3 separate regions of the Zea mays genome follow, and all the other regions are linked to region 3. A link is a contact called in public Hi-C data. All regions are on one chromosome and are shown on one strand. The core of a region is the stretch at or near the end of the contact, and the rest is flanking DNA. Distances in the headings are between cores, read along the strand shown.

Region 1 (2,721 bases), core at 60-2,559, 360 kb before region 3:
GGCTGCGCCTCCGCCGCCGCTTGCCACGCCACCACCAAGAAGTGTGCCTGCTGCACGGTCCGGCGCCGACGACGCCACCCCGGCCGAGCCCACGACGACGGCGCCGATCAGCTGGTCGTCCGCCACCTGCATGAACGAGCCGGCCGACGAGCTGAACACGTCGTCGCTGGTGCACCACGACGTGGACAGCTGCTGGTGGTGGTCGGCGGCGCTCCTGCCCATCGCCAGCTGGTACTGCTGCTGCGAGGAAGAGGCGCCGTTGCTGGCCGCGTTGTTGGAGTTGGAGCCGAAGCTGATGAGGTTGTTGGCACGGTCGTCGTCGGGCTCCTCCGCGCGGGCGGCGGCGGCCTGGTGGATGAGCGGGATCGACGAGAGGTCCCGGCACGTGTGCTCGCCGTAGTAGGTGACGACGTACGTGGACGCGTCCGTCTCGCAGCGCTGGACCTGCCTCTTGGCGTTGCAGCCCTGGTCTGCCTTGTGCGTGCACCTGTAGTAGCTCCTGCAATGCGCCGCGCGCATGCATGCAAGCAAGCAAGAGCAAACACGTTGGGGGTCCGTGATCTGTTCGATCCTCGACACATATACGTATATGACTATGTATCATATATAAACTGAGCATGAAGAAGTATGCATGTGTGTACCTTGGATAGGGTGAGTCTTGGATCTCTTTCTGCCCATACTTCCGCCACTCGTGCCCGTCTTCCAGCGTAGCAGTGATCTTCTTGTCAGAGGGGCGCTGTGATCTGCTGAAATATATATATGGTGAACGAATGGGCAGAGCGAACGAGAAACCAGTCAGAAACAGTGCACGGCATGCATGAACAAGCTGCTCAGCTCATTAAGCGAACTGTGCATGCTCACCTTCTGCTGGAACCTTGTTTCCTCTTGTTCCCGCCCGACCTCCCCGACTGCTGTCGCTGTGGCCTCGCACCGTCCGGTCCGGCGGCCCGGCTCCGGCCTACTTCGCTTGTATCCAACGCCGATATCGCGCTGGACAGCTTGGCCAGCACGGCGTCGATCTCCAGCTGCGCCCACGCCGCGCGCTGCTCGTCCAGCTGCAGCAGCAAGATCCTGAGCCTCGCCACGCCGTCGCGCGCCTCGACCAGATCGTTCACCGCCATGGCCGCCGGCACGTGGTCGTCGCTGCCAAACGACGCCATGGATCGGTCCTAGTCCCTGGCTAGCTAGACCAGCCGTCGATCTAGAAACCCACACTGGGTGGGCTGTTGTTATACCTAGCTAGATACAAACCGCACACGAGACTACGCGAGAGAGAGAGAGAGAGAGAGAGAGAGAGAGAGAGAGAGAGAGAGAGAGAGAGAGAGAGAGAGAGAGAGAGAGAGAGAGAGAGAGAGAGAGAGAGAGAGAGAGAGAGAGAGAGAGAGAGAGAGAGAGAGAGAGAGAGAGAGAGAGAGAGAGAGAGAGAGAGAGAGAGAGAGAGAGAGAGAGAGAGAGAGAGAGAGAGAGAGAGAGAGAGAGAGAGAGAGAGAGAGAGAGAGAGAGAGAGAGAGAGAGAGAGAGAGAGAGAGAGAGAGAGAGAGAGAGAGAGAGAGAGAGAGAGAGAGAGAGAGAGAGAGAGAGAGAGAGAGAGAGAGAGAGAGAGAGAGAGAGAGAGAGAGAGAGAGAGAGAGAGAGAGAGAGAGAGAGAGAGAGAGAGAGAGAGAGAGAGAGAGAGAGAGAGAGAGAGAGAGAGAGAGAGAGAGAGAGAGAGAGAGAGAGAGAGAGAGAGAGAGAGAGAGAGAGAGAGAGAGAGAGAGAGAGAGAGAGAGAGAGAGAGAGAGAGAGAGAGAGAGAGAGAGAGAGAGAGAGAGAGAGAGAGAGAGAGAGAGAGAGAGAGAGAGAGAGAGAGAGAGAGAGAGAGAGAGAGAGAGAGAGAGAGAGAGAGAGAGAGAGAGAGAGATGCGAGGAAATGCTAATTGTGAGTCATTCTTAATTTACCCCCATGGTTTATCTGGGATTGAGAGGGAGGAAAAGGCGGTGTGGAAAGGCAGGCTGAAATTAAAAGAGTGAGCGGAGGAAGCTGCATGGAAGGCAGGCAGTAAACCATGGGAGCCGGTGGGCTGGTCTCTGGCTGGCCGTCGCCGATGGATACCCGGAGGGGGAAAGCTAAGGATCTACCGGATCGATCGGTGCAGGCACGGAGCCGTCATCGCGATGACACGGGTAGCGTGAGATCACGCACACGCATGGACGAGGGTCACCGGCCGAGTCTCACGATCAGGAAATGCCTGGGCAGTTTCTCCGACGACCGTCCATTGCGCGGCCTCGCGGGGTCCGGTCCGACGACTGGAGACTGACTGGTCTTCGGCAATCGGCGTGCATACACATGGATGATTGGAACAGGGGAGACGGAGACCACCAGCGTCATTTTAATTAAACCGGAGCCACTAGCTGCTGCTGACTTGTCTGCTCTCGCCCCGTAGGGTCGCGCATGAAAGGTTCCGGAACGACTAGAGATTCGGGAATGTTTGGTTTCTTACCTCAGTGATCAGCTCACCCAAATCTAAGCCATACCCGCCACAGCCATGACATTGGTCTCAGCTTGATTAATTTGATAGAAATTATGAGATTGATAAAAAAAGGCATAGATGGATTTTATCGTGATCTAAATACCAATAATAGAGGCCTAGAAACTCGACTCACTCAGTGACACTAGTATAAAAGAGCTCAAAAACTACGGTAGGACAGACAGTTGCAGTTATCAATCACCACCGCTATTTG
Region 2 (2,956 bases), core at 178-2,677, 410 kb before region 3:
TCAGCTCTGTATTCCACTATAGTTTTATTTTAATAAACTGCTTGACAAATACAAAAATAATCCTCGACCAGAGATATAACTGCATGATCACAACAACAGCTGTTTCAAGGGAATGGAAGCATTTTCTTAGAAAAAAGGGTAGGCTGCATTCAATTTCAAGGGAATGGAAGCCCGAAATAGAAAATTCAAAGAACACACCTCATAGTAGGGGCAAGTATAATCAAGAGTATGTTTAGGTGGATGCGTGAAGGGGAGAGGAGATGAGAGAGAGCGGAAACGGGCTATAAGCTTCCCATTGGTTTAAGCACAAGAACCAAGAACTTTGTCAGAGATGAGTGGACATCTATTAATCTGCCTACTATATAAGTTGGGCTGAGAAATTGTCTACAAAGATCTATTATTAATAATCTTTACTCTTCCTTTTAGGAATGTAGGAGCCAGGAGGCTAGCAGTTCGTAACTGAACAGTAATTAATAATAGGAAGTAGAGCTAGATTGAACGAAACACGATAAAAGACCACCCTCCCTAATGCGGTTCACTAATTTGAGCAACCAATTTCCAAAGAACATGTGGACAACAGAAAAATAGGTTTCCAAAAATAACTATCGCGCGCAACTTTGAATGGAGCAACAACAGCCCGGACCAGAAAAAAAAAAGGGGCAGGACAGACAGAGCCAAGGTCACCTCCGCGGTCGACGAGGACGAAGATGGGTCGTCCCCCAGCCTGCTTGGGCTTGAACGAGATGTCGAACTGGTCGAAGCTCTGGCACGCCTTCCGGTTGGACTTGGGGTACTCGACCCATCCGTGCAGGGTGCCCCCGTACTGCGGCACCCCGAAGTTGCCGATGGCGCACTCGTACTTGCCCTTGAGCTCGTCGGGGGAGGTCACCTCGAGGCTGTTCTTCTCCACCACGAACCTCCCCGCCGCCGCGTCCGCCAAGGCCAGCGCCACCACGACCAGCAGCGCCAGCCACGCCTGCCCCCTCATCATGGCTCCCTTCTGCCCCGATCGCACCGCTCTGCTACAGACCCTCAGCGCCCAGTGGAGTTGCTGATAGAGCAGAAGCTCGAATCCCCGTGCCGGCTGGAAGTTCCAGTTCCTTGGAAGTACTCGTGTGGGGCGAAGGGGAACCAGCGACGGAAGATCGATCTATCCAAGAGACGGATAGCGAGGTGCGGAGATTCCCACGGGCGCAGGCGCAGATCTGCGGGCCTATAGATAAGTACCCCTCGGCCCGGCCACAGTGGACAACCAATTGGAGGCGGCCGGCGAGATCTAGCCGAGGCCGACCGGCTGCTGCTGGGTGAGGAGAAGGAAGGGATGCCAGGCGTTGGACGACCGGGAAGCAACGCCTCCGCGTGGGGAAGTCGTCGGCTGCCTGCTCTGCTCTCCTCGCCTCTCCTCACCCCGTCCAAGTAGAGCCCTGCCAAACAAGTCACCCGAACGACCAGAACCACACCACACGCGGATCGGAAGCTGACAGTGTCCGTCGCGACGCGGGCGGCCGTTGGATGGGCGATGGGTGGGCCAGGGCGCCGGCGATGACTTGGACCCTCGTGCATGCATGCGCTGCCACGGCGTGAGCTCGGGGATCGCGTCGCGTGGGTCAAGGCTGGCGGTTGGTTGGGTTCGGTTTTCTTGAATCTACAGCTTCGAGATTCGAGCTTGTCAACGTTCTTGTGCCCTTCAGCTCATGCTCAAGTGCTCAACTGCCCAAGGAAAATTAACCGAGTCATTCACAGGGCACTTTGAATTGTTTATGCAAGTTTATTTATTGTGCACGTCTAGGATGAAATCGTGAAACTGAGAGTCAACCAAGACAGACGGGCAGCCAAAGACAAGAGGACTACTACTGCTGCCGGAGTAATTTACATCGATCAGCTTTGCTTCACGGGGAAGTAAAACTTCTTCTGGAGTTCAATAATGATACAACAAGCCCATCCACATCGAGTCATCAGGACCTACCGTTCTGAATTTACTTTCCAATAATCAGAATCGGTCGCTATCGGAGTATCCGTCAATGAGACGCAGATTCATGGTCCACTTTCAGTTATTGCATCTTGCAATCTCCGTGGTCCATTCTGTGATGCCGGACCGGATAAATGCTCATCGCCTTGTCATCTGCCTCTACCCCCACAAGGAAACAGATAAGCATCGTGCATTTGCCCAGACAGCAATATACGGTGACAAAATTGGTCATTTTGTAAAAAAAAACATTTTGTGAGGTTATTATTAAAATATGAACTGAGTCTCACCATTCAGAGTCGCTTGTTGAGATGGTCGAAATATATATACGATTTAGAGTCTAAATAAATGAGTTACGCTCTCGAAAAGATACTCCAACATAAAAAATTCTGACCCATATCCATTTTTTTTCAAAAACCTATTTCAATGTCTAGGATCATTCCCATGCCCGAAGTCCTAACGGAGTTCAAAAGTTGCGATGGACGTCCGAACTTTCGACAAATATAAAAAAAGACCATGTTTGGATCTGACCTTTTGGATTCCGATATGAACTGTTTTAAACTCATGGAAAAACTTGAAAAATACGTCTTGGAAAGGTTTTCTAATAGATAAGATTACTCCCTCTTTCTATCTCTATGTATGTATATATATTGGATGATCATATCCGATTGAGTAAGCTAGCATCCAATCGCTCTTTTTACATATATTCCTCATTTTGCTCTAATCTATTTCAACCTCATGTTGTTTATCGTTTGATTCGACGCCCTAGTCTTGTTGATGGACCTATAGCTATCCATCGATGTCCTTGCCTTGACAAGGTCCCTTTCGTATGAGAGCTTCGACGGTTCCTCTGCTAGTTTGCTCGAGAACTAGTTGTTCTTGGCCACATAAATGTGATAACTATCTTTTGCTGATTTGCTTGTGAACCTCGCCGCTCTTCGCCGTAAAATTATGTTGGTTACCTCATGTGTTCTTTGATCTATGGTAGCT
Region 3 (2,700 bases), core at 47-2,546:
CTTGTTCCTGATTCTCTGGGAGCGATTTGGCTTCTCATGTGAAGAAGATACCATTCCAATCTCTAGGGATGATGGAGAATGCTGCCTCTCCATTGCGCCACCCCAAGAAACCTTCCGCTGCCTCTCCTTCTGAGAGCATTCCACTGAGAGACGATGGAAGAATTGTGAATCAGCAGACTGGAAGCGCTCTGCCACCCTGCTCACATCAGACAACTCGCGTAAATGTCTTGGTTGAGCCTCCCTTTCATCCGTGAGTGTGACAGAAGCCGTTTCACAATCCTCGTACAGTGAAGAAGAGAATGAATCAGTTGCGCAGAGGCAGCCTAATGAGCCTACCGAAGGCCGAGCTGGCTTTGAAGGTGAATCTGCACTTCCCGATGATGACAGGAGCAAGGGATCACCGGTAGTCATCTACTGCAACCTACCAACCACTGCATCATTGGAATAAGGAATCTGGCTACAAGAAGGATGGGCTCAGTTGCACGGTGCCCACTTCCAGCACGCTATATGCTGAAGCCATCTCATGTTTGCACAATTTTCAGCACCAAGCAAAGCTCCACAAATACAGATTACTCCCACCTATTGAAACAAAACATATAGCAAAAGCTTTAGTCTCATCAATCAGTGCAGTCATGTAAGGACAATAGCTAACAGGTTATGGAGCACAATTCCACGAGCACTCAAAGCGGGATTAATACTCCACAAGCTTCTACTGGATGAAGGTAACTTGAAGTAAAAACAGCTCAACCAGCAACTATTGAGCTTCGAACGGGAAACAATATTACTCACAAGGGGGGAAACTCAAAATCGTATCAATCAAAATGAGTACTCGATTCAAGCGCCTAAAATCCAAATTTTCTAAGACCGGAGCTATGTCCATACGGTGGATCGAACAATATGCAGCGGATAAACCCAAAAAATACTTTACAGAGAACATTTCCCAGATCGCGCCAAAGAGAGACAATCGGGGACCAGGACAGGGTCGAGACACGCACCCACAGTCGCCGCGCCTCCGGATCGAGCCAAACCAATGCCGAGCTGGACGTCGGCAGCGCCCTCCCTGTCGGCGCGGCGGATCCGGCGGCGCGCCTTACGCGGATCCGAAACGCACGGCGGCGCGCTCCCGGGTTCGGACCGCGCGGATCTGGCTGCGCCTGGCGGTGTACCCGGCAGCTCGGCAGCGACGTGGCGAGGGGAGAGGCGGAGACGACGGCGGCGAGGTACGTGGTGCTCTCGCTTTTTTTTTCGCGCTCGCAGCTCGGGGACGGTGAGGGAGGTGGGAGGAGGTGCTGGACTTGGACGGGTGGAGGAGCGCCAAGTATTTGTTGAGAATTATTATTAATAATAATAATAATCAATCCATGCTTAACTTTAAAGAGCGTGTTGTCACTCTCTTCATAACTATCCACTTTCTATTTTAGATTAGACTCCGTTATATTAATAACATACATATTATAATATAAAATACTCTCTTTATCCCAAATAAAATTTGTTTTATCATTTAGTTAATTCATATAATAATTATAGTGTATTTATTTTACATATGTGTCTAGATTTATTATCATCCATTTAAACATAAACATAAAAATCAAGAGCTAAAACGATTAATATTTTAGGATGAAGGGATTAATATTTTAACATTTTTATACCAGCGAGTTTAATACATATTAACATATAAATCGTGCTAATGTTACGATCTCGGTGGAGATCGGAGAGAAGGGGTTGATGGCAAATGCGACGATGCGAGGAGAGAGGTTGACGGCAGCGACGAAGCTAGTATGGGGAGGGGGTGACAGGACGCGTGGAGGATGAAGGGGGAGACTGGGAGCAGCGGGATCGCGGGAGAGGAGAGAAGGGATTATCCAAATAATATTGTTAATTGGATTTTAGTAAGTAAGGAGAGCAATCTAAACTGTTTGTTTGATAGTGTTAAGTTTTGATGCAATTTGTTTAGTGGATTTAGTGGAGATTATAAGCGTGTGGGGGTTTGGTTGGATGGTTTTTGTAAGTTTAAACTGGTGAATATTATAGACTGGGATAGATATAATGCTAAATAAAATACACAGATATAATGCTAAATAAAATACACAGACAACCGTTTACATCTTTCGCTCTTTGCTTCTAACAATATTCACCTGATTCAGCGCGTGTGCGCGCGTGATTTGTTGCGCCGTTGTGTTGTACGCTGTTTGGACCTTTTGGGCTGTTTCCAGTTTCGCCCAATGCGTTGGGGTTATCGTGGAAATAAACATGTCTTGAGCAGATTATGGCTGAGTTCAGTCCAGACGTGGCAGTTCATATTCTCTGAGTTGTTGTGCTGCTCAACGACCCTTCCATTCTCTCTCTCGTCTCGAGCTAAAAGAGAAGAAACCGCCTCCCGTTTTGAAGGGGTGTTTTTGGCAGTGTAGTTTTTCTTTTCTCTTCTGAGAATGTGATTGGAATTCTTGTGCAGCGCCATGAAGCATCTCATGAGATCGATTAGTGTGGGTATCGAGCTCTCCATGAGAGAGAAAAAAAAACTGTACAATTTCCATCATTTTATCGCAAATTAAAACATAGGTTTTTTGTGTGCAATGAAGTATGTGAAAGTTATACAAACACATGGCATGTCTCCTAGTGGCACATCTAGTCAGGGACATATGACTTTTGACTTTTGTGTCCAGTGTTAAAGTTTTTCTTTGCCTGACAAGAAACTAGCCG

The links. A called contact is a pair of places that touch in the nucleus more often than the background predicts.
Region 1: a Hi-C map of ear shows a contact between it and region 3, with 2.9 times the contacts expected there. The contact joins the promoter of LOC109942268 here to the promoter of LOC100304270 in region 3. A contact is called at or near these places in 2 of 25 Hi-C or Micro-C datasets (ear and tassel).
Region 2: a Hi-C map of ear shows a contact between it and region 3, with 2.6 times the contacts expected there. The contact joins the promoter of LOC542350 here to the promoter of LOC100304270 in region 3. A contact is called at or near these places in 4 of 25 Hi-C or Micro-C datasets (ear, endosperm, leaf and 1 more).

Annotation. Positions count from the first base shown.
Region 1 is chr9:137,062,762-137,065,482 of Zm-B73-REFERENCE-NAM-5.0, forward strand. It overlaps LOC109942268 (WRKY DNA-binding transcription factor 70), which reads right to left and starts at 1,310. Exons shown (of 5, transcript XR_002264989.3): 1 at 862-1,310; 2 at 642-746; 3 at 1-499.
Region 2 is chr9:137,003,465-137,006,420 of Zm-B73-REFERENCE-NAM-5.0, forward strand. LOC542350 (vacuolar sorting receptor homolog 1) reads right to left here and starts at 1,428. Exons shown (of 12, transcript NM_001305862.1): 1 at 685-1,428. The coding sequence starts at 991.
Region 3 is chr9:137,418,336-137,421,035 of Zm-B73-REFERENCE-NAM-5.0, forward strand. It overlaps LOC100304270, which reads right to left and starts at 1,297. Exons shown (of 9, transcript NM_001361395.1): 1 at 996-1,297; 2 at 1-579. The coding sequence starts at 411.